Regions from separate parts of the Mus musculus genome. Here region 2 is linked to region 1. A link is a contact called in public promoter capture Hi-C data. All regions are on one chromosome and are shown on one strand. Each heading gives the region's core, a stretch centred on a gene start, on an enhancer-like site or on the middle of the called end of the contact. The rest is flanking DNA. Distances are from core to core; before and after follow the strand shown. Region 1 holds the start of Atg14 (autophagy related 14). Region 2 holds the start of Klhl33 (kelch-like 33).

Evidence for each region. Promoter capture Hi-C pulls out the DNA fragments that hold promoters and counts their contacts.
Region 2: a promoter capture Hi-C map of embryonic stem cells shows a contact between it and region 1, with 120 times the contacts expected there. The contact joins the promoter of Klhl33 here to the promoter of Atg14 in region 1. A contact is called at or near these places in 4 of 39 promoter capture datasets (the 3T3-L1 cell line, the C10 cell line, embryonic stem cells and 1 more) and 1 of 484 Hi-C or Micro-C datasets (embryonic stem cells).

What each region holds. Positions count from the first base shown.
Region 1 is chr14:47,567,151-47,569,850 of GRCm38.p6, reverse strand. Atg14 (autophagy related 14) reads left to right here and starts at 1,417. Exons shown (of 10, transcript NM_172599.4): 1 at 1,417-1,665. The coding sequence starts at 1,445. It also overlaps the pseudogene Gm6616.
Region 2 is chr14:50,896,067-50,898,766 of GRCm38.p6, reverse strand. Klhl33 (kelch-like 33) reads left to right here and starts at 1,284. Exons shown (of 4, transcript NM_001370764.1): 1 at 1,284-2,319. The coding sequence starts at 1,584.

The sequences.
Region 1 (2,700 bases), core at 168-2,667:
TTTTTTTTGAAAAAAAAAAAAAAAACCACCCAAATCTTTATTGTATAGAATATATATAAAATCCTCCAAGATGCTACTCTCTCATTTCCCCATCTTCCTCTTCTTCTTCAATGCCTCTGATGTAGAGGACATTATTACACCTTTTTAGAACTTCACCTAGATGTTCAGACAGCTCCCCATCTATGTACTCTTCTGTATTTGCAAGCTGCATGTTCATGTAGCCATCCATGGAGACCAGGTACTCCATGCCCCACTTAAGTTTCACCATCACTGGCTTTCCTGTCAGTCCATTGAGAGAAGTCTTGGGATTGAGGGGTAAACTCATCGCGACCACTGGCGAGCGCTGCACCCCACTAGCTGTCGACCCCGCCGCTGCCCGCCCCTCGTGACGGTGACCGGAGCGGCTGCTGCTACACGCAAGCGACCCGCGCTAAGAGAAAATCCTTTCTGAAGAATCTTAGGAGGAAATCCTAACTATCGAGTTCAAATTCTCTTAGAACATGACCCAGAGGAGAGGGAAGGACAGAAGCCAATAGAACTCAGTTTTCTGGCTGTGCTTACAGCTAGATTTCTGTGATTACACGCTTGAAATCTGTTAGCTCACGAGGCTGCCACAGGAGGACTGGAACTCGAGGGAAATGGAGGCTACGTAGAAGCACTATCCATTAAAAGCTGATTTCAAAAACATTTATCGCCGGGCGTGCGCCCAGCACTTGGGAGGCAGAGGCAGGCAGATTTCTGAGTTCGAGGTCAGCCTGGTCTACAGAGTGAGTTCCAGGACAGCCAGGGCTATCCTGTCTCAAAAAAAAAAAAAAAAAAGAAAAGAAAAGAAAAAAACCCCACATTTATCTTTGATTTACATCTTCAGTTTGTTTGTTTGTTTGTTTGTTTGTTTTTACTGATGTCGGGAGTGTTAGCCTGCTATGGGAGGTTTTTGCTCAACCCTCTCTGGTTATGGAGGTATAGCAAGTATATCCCCAACCAAGACAAAGTCGGGCAGAGGCGTTAAAAGATTTTCTTCAAATTCCACAGCTTTTAAGAAGGAAGGTGAGTCAAACTTCAGTTAGTTTGAGATCCAACTCTCTCCCAACCTTGCTCCTTGCAGTTTTAGCCCAAAACCTAAAAGTAACCTTAATGAATGAAATGAAATCCCTTGTTCTGTTCCCGCACCTTCACTGAGAATGCTTGGGCACTTATTACTGTATTTTGCATAACGTAGAGGCTTCGTTTGGCGCCACTCCAAGGGTTGAACTGCGCAGCCGCCAAGGAGTGTGGGAAGTAGGACAAGAAGATCCCTGGTTCCTAGATTCTCCGCCTCTGAGCTCCAGCCCCAACCTCTGGACCGCCCCCTTTCCCGCCCCGGCCTTCAGGCCCCGCCTCCGAGCCCAGGATGCACCTGGATAAAAACAAAATCCCACGTGACTGGCCCTGAGCTCAGATCATCATGGCGTCTCCCAGTGGGAAGGGATCTTGGACGCCCGAGGCTCCTGGTTTTGGGCCGCGGGCGCTAGCACGGGACCTGGTGGACTCGGTGGACGACGCCGAGGGCCTTTACGTGGCTGTTGAGCGGTGTCCTCTGTGCAACACCACTCGCCGGCGGTTGACTTGCGCCAAGTGCGTCCAGAGCGGTGATTTCGTCTATTTCGACGGCCGCGACCGGGAGAGGTACGGCGGCCGCCACGGCCCTATTGTTTCTGCTTCTCTGATTCCTCTGGCCCAGCCACCAGAGGCTGGAGGCTGGACACCCTAGGCCGGGCCCAGGAGCCCTGCGAGTGTGGAAAAGAGAATGGAGCTGCTTTGCGCTGGCGCTTTGTTGCCAGTGGCAGGGTGGGGGTGGGTGCTAGGTGAACGTAGGTTGCTGTTCCCCACCACCCACCAGAGTTTCTCTAGGGTCCTCTTGGGTACTTGGGGAAAGGAAATACAGTCCTTCTGGAGAAGTCTGTGTAGAGGAGTCTTAGTTCTCCCATTCAGAAGCGTAGTTTTACCTTTTCCCGTCTTCAGACATAAATACATTTTACAGAAGGAATCCGCAGAGAACTAAATTGGTTAGGAGGGCTTGAACCTTGGTTGTCTGTGTCACAGGTGGATACAGCTCTTTGTGAACGAGGACCAGGACTAGGTTACTTCCTTCTGTAATCCCAAAGTTGATTTTGTCACTGGGGATACTGGACTGTGTTTTTGAGTTGCAAGTCCTTAGTTAAAAGAACTGCGTTTAAGGAAATATTTTGTCTTTCTTTTGAATTAAGATATTAGAAAACTGAATGCTTAGCTGAAGAATCTTTTACTCCTAACGTTTGTTTCAACAATAACGAAATAGGTAACTTTTTAGTATGTTTGTTTGAGACAGTGTCTCACTATGTAGCTCTCTCTGGGTGGCCTGGAACTCACTATATAAATAAGACTTGCCTGGAACTCGGAGAGATCCTTCTGCCTCTGCTTCCTGAGCGCTGGGAAAAGTGTGTGTGCTATTATGTCCAGATAAAACAATTTTTTAGTCCTAAATTTGAAGCATTTATTTTTTTACAACAACCCATGCAAGTTATTGCCAGCCGATTACTTGAGGAGACTTGTACGTAGTAAATGCCTTGTTCCAAGGCCCCAAACAGTTAAAACCCAGACATCCTGGATCCATATACGGGTGCATTTAACTGCAAGGCTATGTAACATGTAAATTTTGGGGGTGTTTTAATCCCCATTATT
Region 2 (2,700 bases), core at 35-2,534, 3.3 Mb before region 1:
AGTTCAGACCAAAGATCTAGCCAGGTTGTAGTCACCAGCATTTGATGACAGTCACCAGAAAATTGACGGGCAACTTGTTTCTTTTTTTTTAATATTCATTTATTTTATTTATATGAGTACACTGTAGCTGTCTTCAGACACACCAGAAGAGGGCATCAGATCCTATTACAGATGGTTGTAAGCCACCATGTGATTGCTGGGAATTGAACTCAGGACCTCTGGAAGAGCAGCCAGTGCTCTTAACCACTGAGCCATCTCTCCAGCCCCGGCAACTGGTTTCTATAACCCAGGCTCTAGGCCCTACATGGCTACTGACCCTGTCCTTACTAAGGCAGACTTCAGTCTCAGGGTGGAGTATGAAGAAAACATCAGTTGGTATCCAGCAGGCAGCTCTGAGTGCTGGCAGTGTGACTTGGGAGAAGAGAGTTCAGAGCTTCCATTGGTGGACACCCTGATGAAGCCATCCTTGAGAAGCATTGGTCCAACTGGACCTGCAGCCTCACTTCTGTTCCCTTCTATGGTTTAGAGGCATGTCTAACAACATGATATAAGCTTCCTCTTTCTGAAGAATCTGAAGAGGAAATCCACTAGTGAGTTCAAATTCTCTTAGAGCATGGCCAGGAGGCCGGGGGGTGGGGGGCGGTTAGGGAAGGACAAGAGCCATTAGAGTTTAACTTTCTGGCAGTCCTAGTGGTACCTGCATATAATCCCTTCACAGGAGATTTCCACCAGAGTTCAGGACTTAAGGGAAGTGGAGGCCACATAGAAGACATTACCTGTTAAAACCAGTTCCTAAAAATACACATCTCTGATTTACACCTTCAGTTTGGTTATCACTGCTGTGTAAAGTGTTAGGCTTTTGGTCCACCCTCTGGGGTTATGAAGGAACAGCAAAGTCAGGCAGATGTTAAGAGATATTTCCCCCCCAAATCCCACAGCTATGATGGAGGAAGATGAGTCAAATGTTAATTGTTTATAGTCTAGACTTTCCAGACTCCCTCACTAGCCTCCTGTCACCTCCAGCCACCAACTGGGAAAACAGTCAGTCCTTCTGGCCTGGCTCACTCTACCCAACGTTTGCGTTCCCTTTGCTTTGCAATTTTCCCCACTCAACACACTCTTGTGACCTACAGGTTTGGAAGGAGGGAAAGGGGAAGTCATCCCAGGACTTGGCCCAGTGCATTGAGTGTCAGCTTCCAGCACTGAGAGATGAGGGTTTAGCCCTCAGGCTAGCTATAATTAGCCAAGTGCGGGCACTGCTAGGATCCGTACACAGCAGTCCTAAGCAGACTGGGAACTCAAGAGAGGGCAAGCAGAAGCCCGGTGTCTCCTGCCTGGGATTAAAAGAAAACGAGTGGAAAGCGGGGCTTTGTCCTGAGCCAGATGGCTACAGGCGTTTGTGGTTCTGTTGCACTTGGTGAACCCTATGGTTAGTTAGCGCCATATAGCCCAAAGTTAGTGTGTCACCGGACGGAGTGAGGGACTGACAGCTGAATTGAAGACAGTTCTGTTTTCCTGAGTGCTGCTCAGGTATACTTCTCTCATGCCTGGGCACCTGCGGCAACCTCACAAGCGTCTGGAAGATGGCAAGCCTTTCCTCAGACTTGGAGCATGTCTCCCTTCCTATCGAGAAGGACAGTCTTGAACTACCTGTGCCTGCCGGAAGAACCTTCTCCCGGTCTCCCTCTTCCGATGAGGATCCCGGCTTGTTTTCCTTTTCTCTGGCAGAGCCTGACCCACCTAGCCCCTTCGTTTCAGGAAACCTTCCCTTTCTAGCTTCATCTCCGGAGAAAGGGAAGAAGCAGGATGACAGCGACGACTCAGCGGAGCCTGAGATGCTGTGCAGCGTGGAGCACCCCTGCCAGTTCTTCGCTGAAGCGCAGAGACTGCGGGAGCAGAAGCTGCTGCTGGATGAAGAGGTGTCTGTGGGGGGACAGGTATATGGGGTGCATCGGGTGATCTTGGCTGCAATTAGCAGCCTCTTCCGAGGCAGGCTGCTGAGCGGTGGGGGTCAGCAGCCCAGTTTCAGCCTTGATGTGACCCCGAGGGGCTGGGAGGCTGCGCTGACCTTTGCCTACGAGGGGGTGCTGGGCCCCGCCTCACAGGACGAAGTGCTGGCTGCTGCAGAGGCGCTGGGAGCACCCCGGGTGAAGAAGGCGGCCCAGCTGAAGCCAGAAGGACTTGGTAAAGCCAGGGGAAATGAAAAGAAGCTCAGCCAGGCAGAGGAGCTGAGGGAGAATCTGCACAGCATTGAGCGTCTGTATCGAGAGGGCATCGGGTGCGACTTGGAGCTGGAGGCAGAGGGCTACCGCCTGCGGGGTGAGAGTCTGTGAGACAACTGCCAAAAATGCATGTTTTGCTTGTTTTGCGGTGGTAGGGATGGAACCTAAGGCCTTAATTCCACTCTACCATGGATCCACACCCCCTAGCCTTGCGAAATAGTTTTGTATTATTGCTTCAGCAAGAATGTCCTTTTTGGTGCTTCTCCAGAGCCACCAAGAAATGCACATGCGCAGTTGAATTGTTTTCCTAGACACCCGGACAGATTTGAACTGATAGATAGTTCAGGCAGTTTCCCCCCCCCCCCCCCCTCCCTGGTAGCTAGAATTTCCAGCCAGATGGCTAGGGCTTAGAGTACAGTCCATGGCAGCAAAACAGGGAGAAAGAGACTGACTCAAACAAATTAGCTAGAGCCTTTTG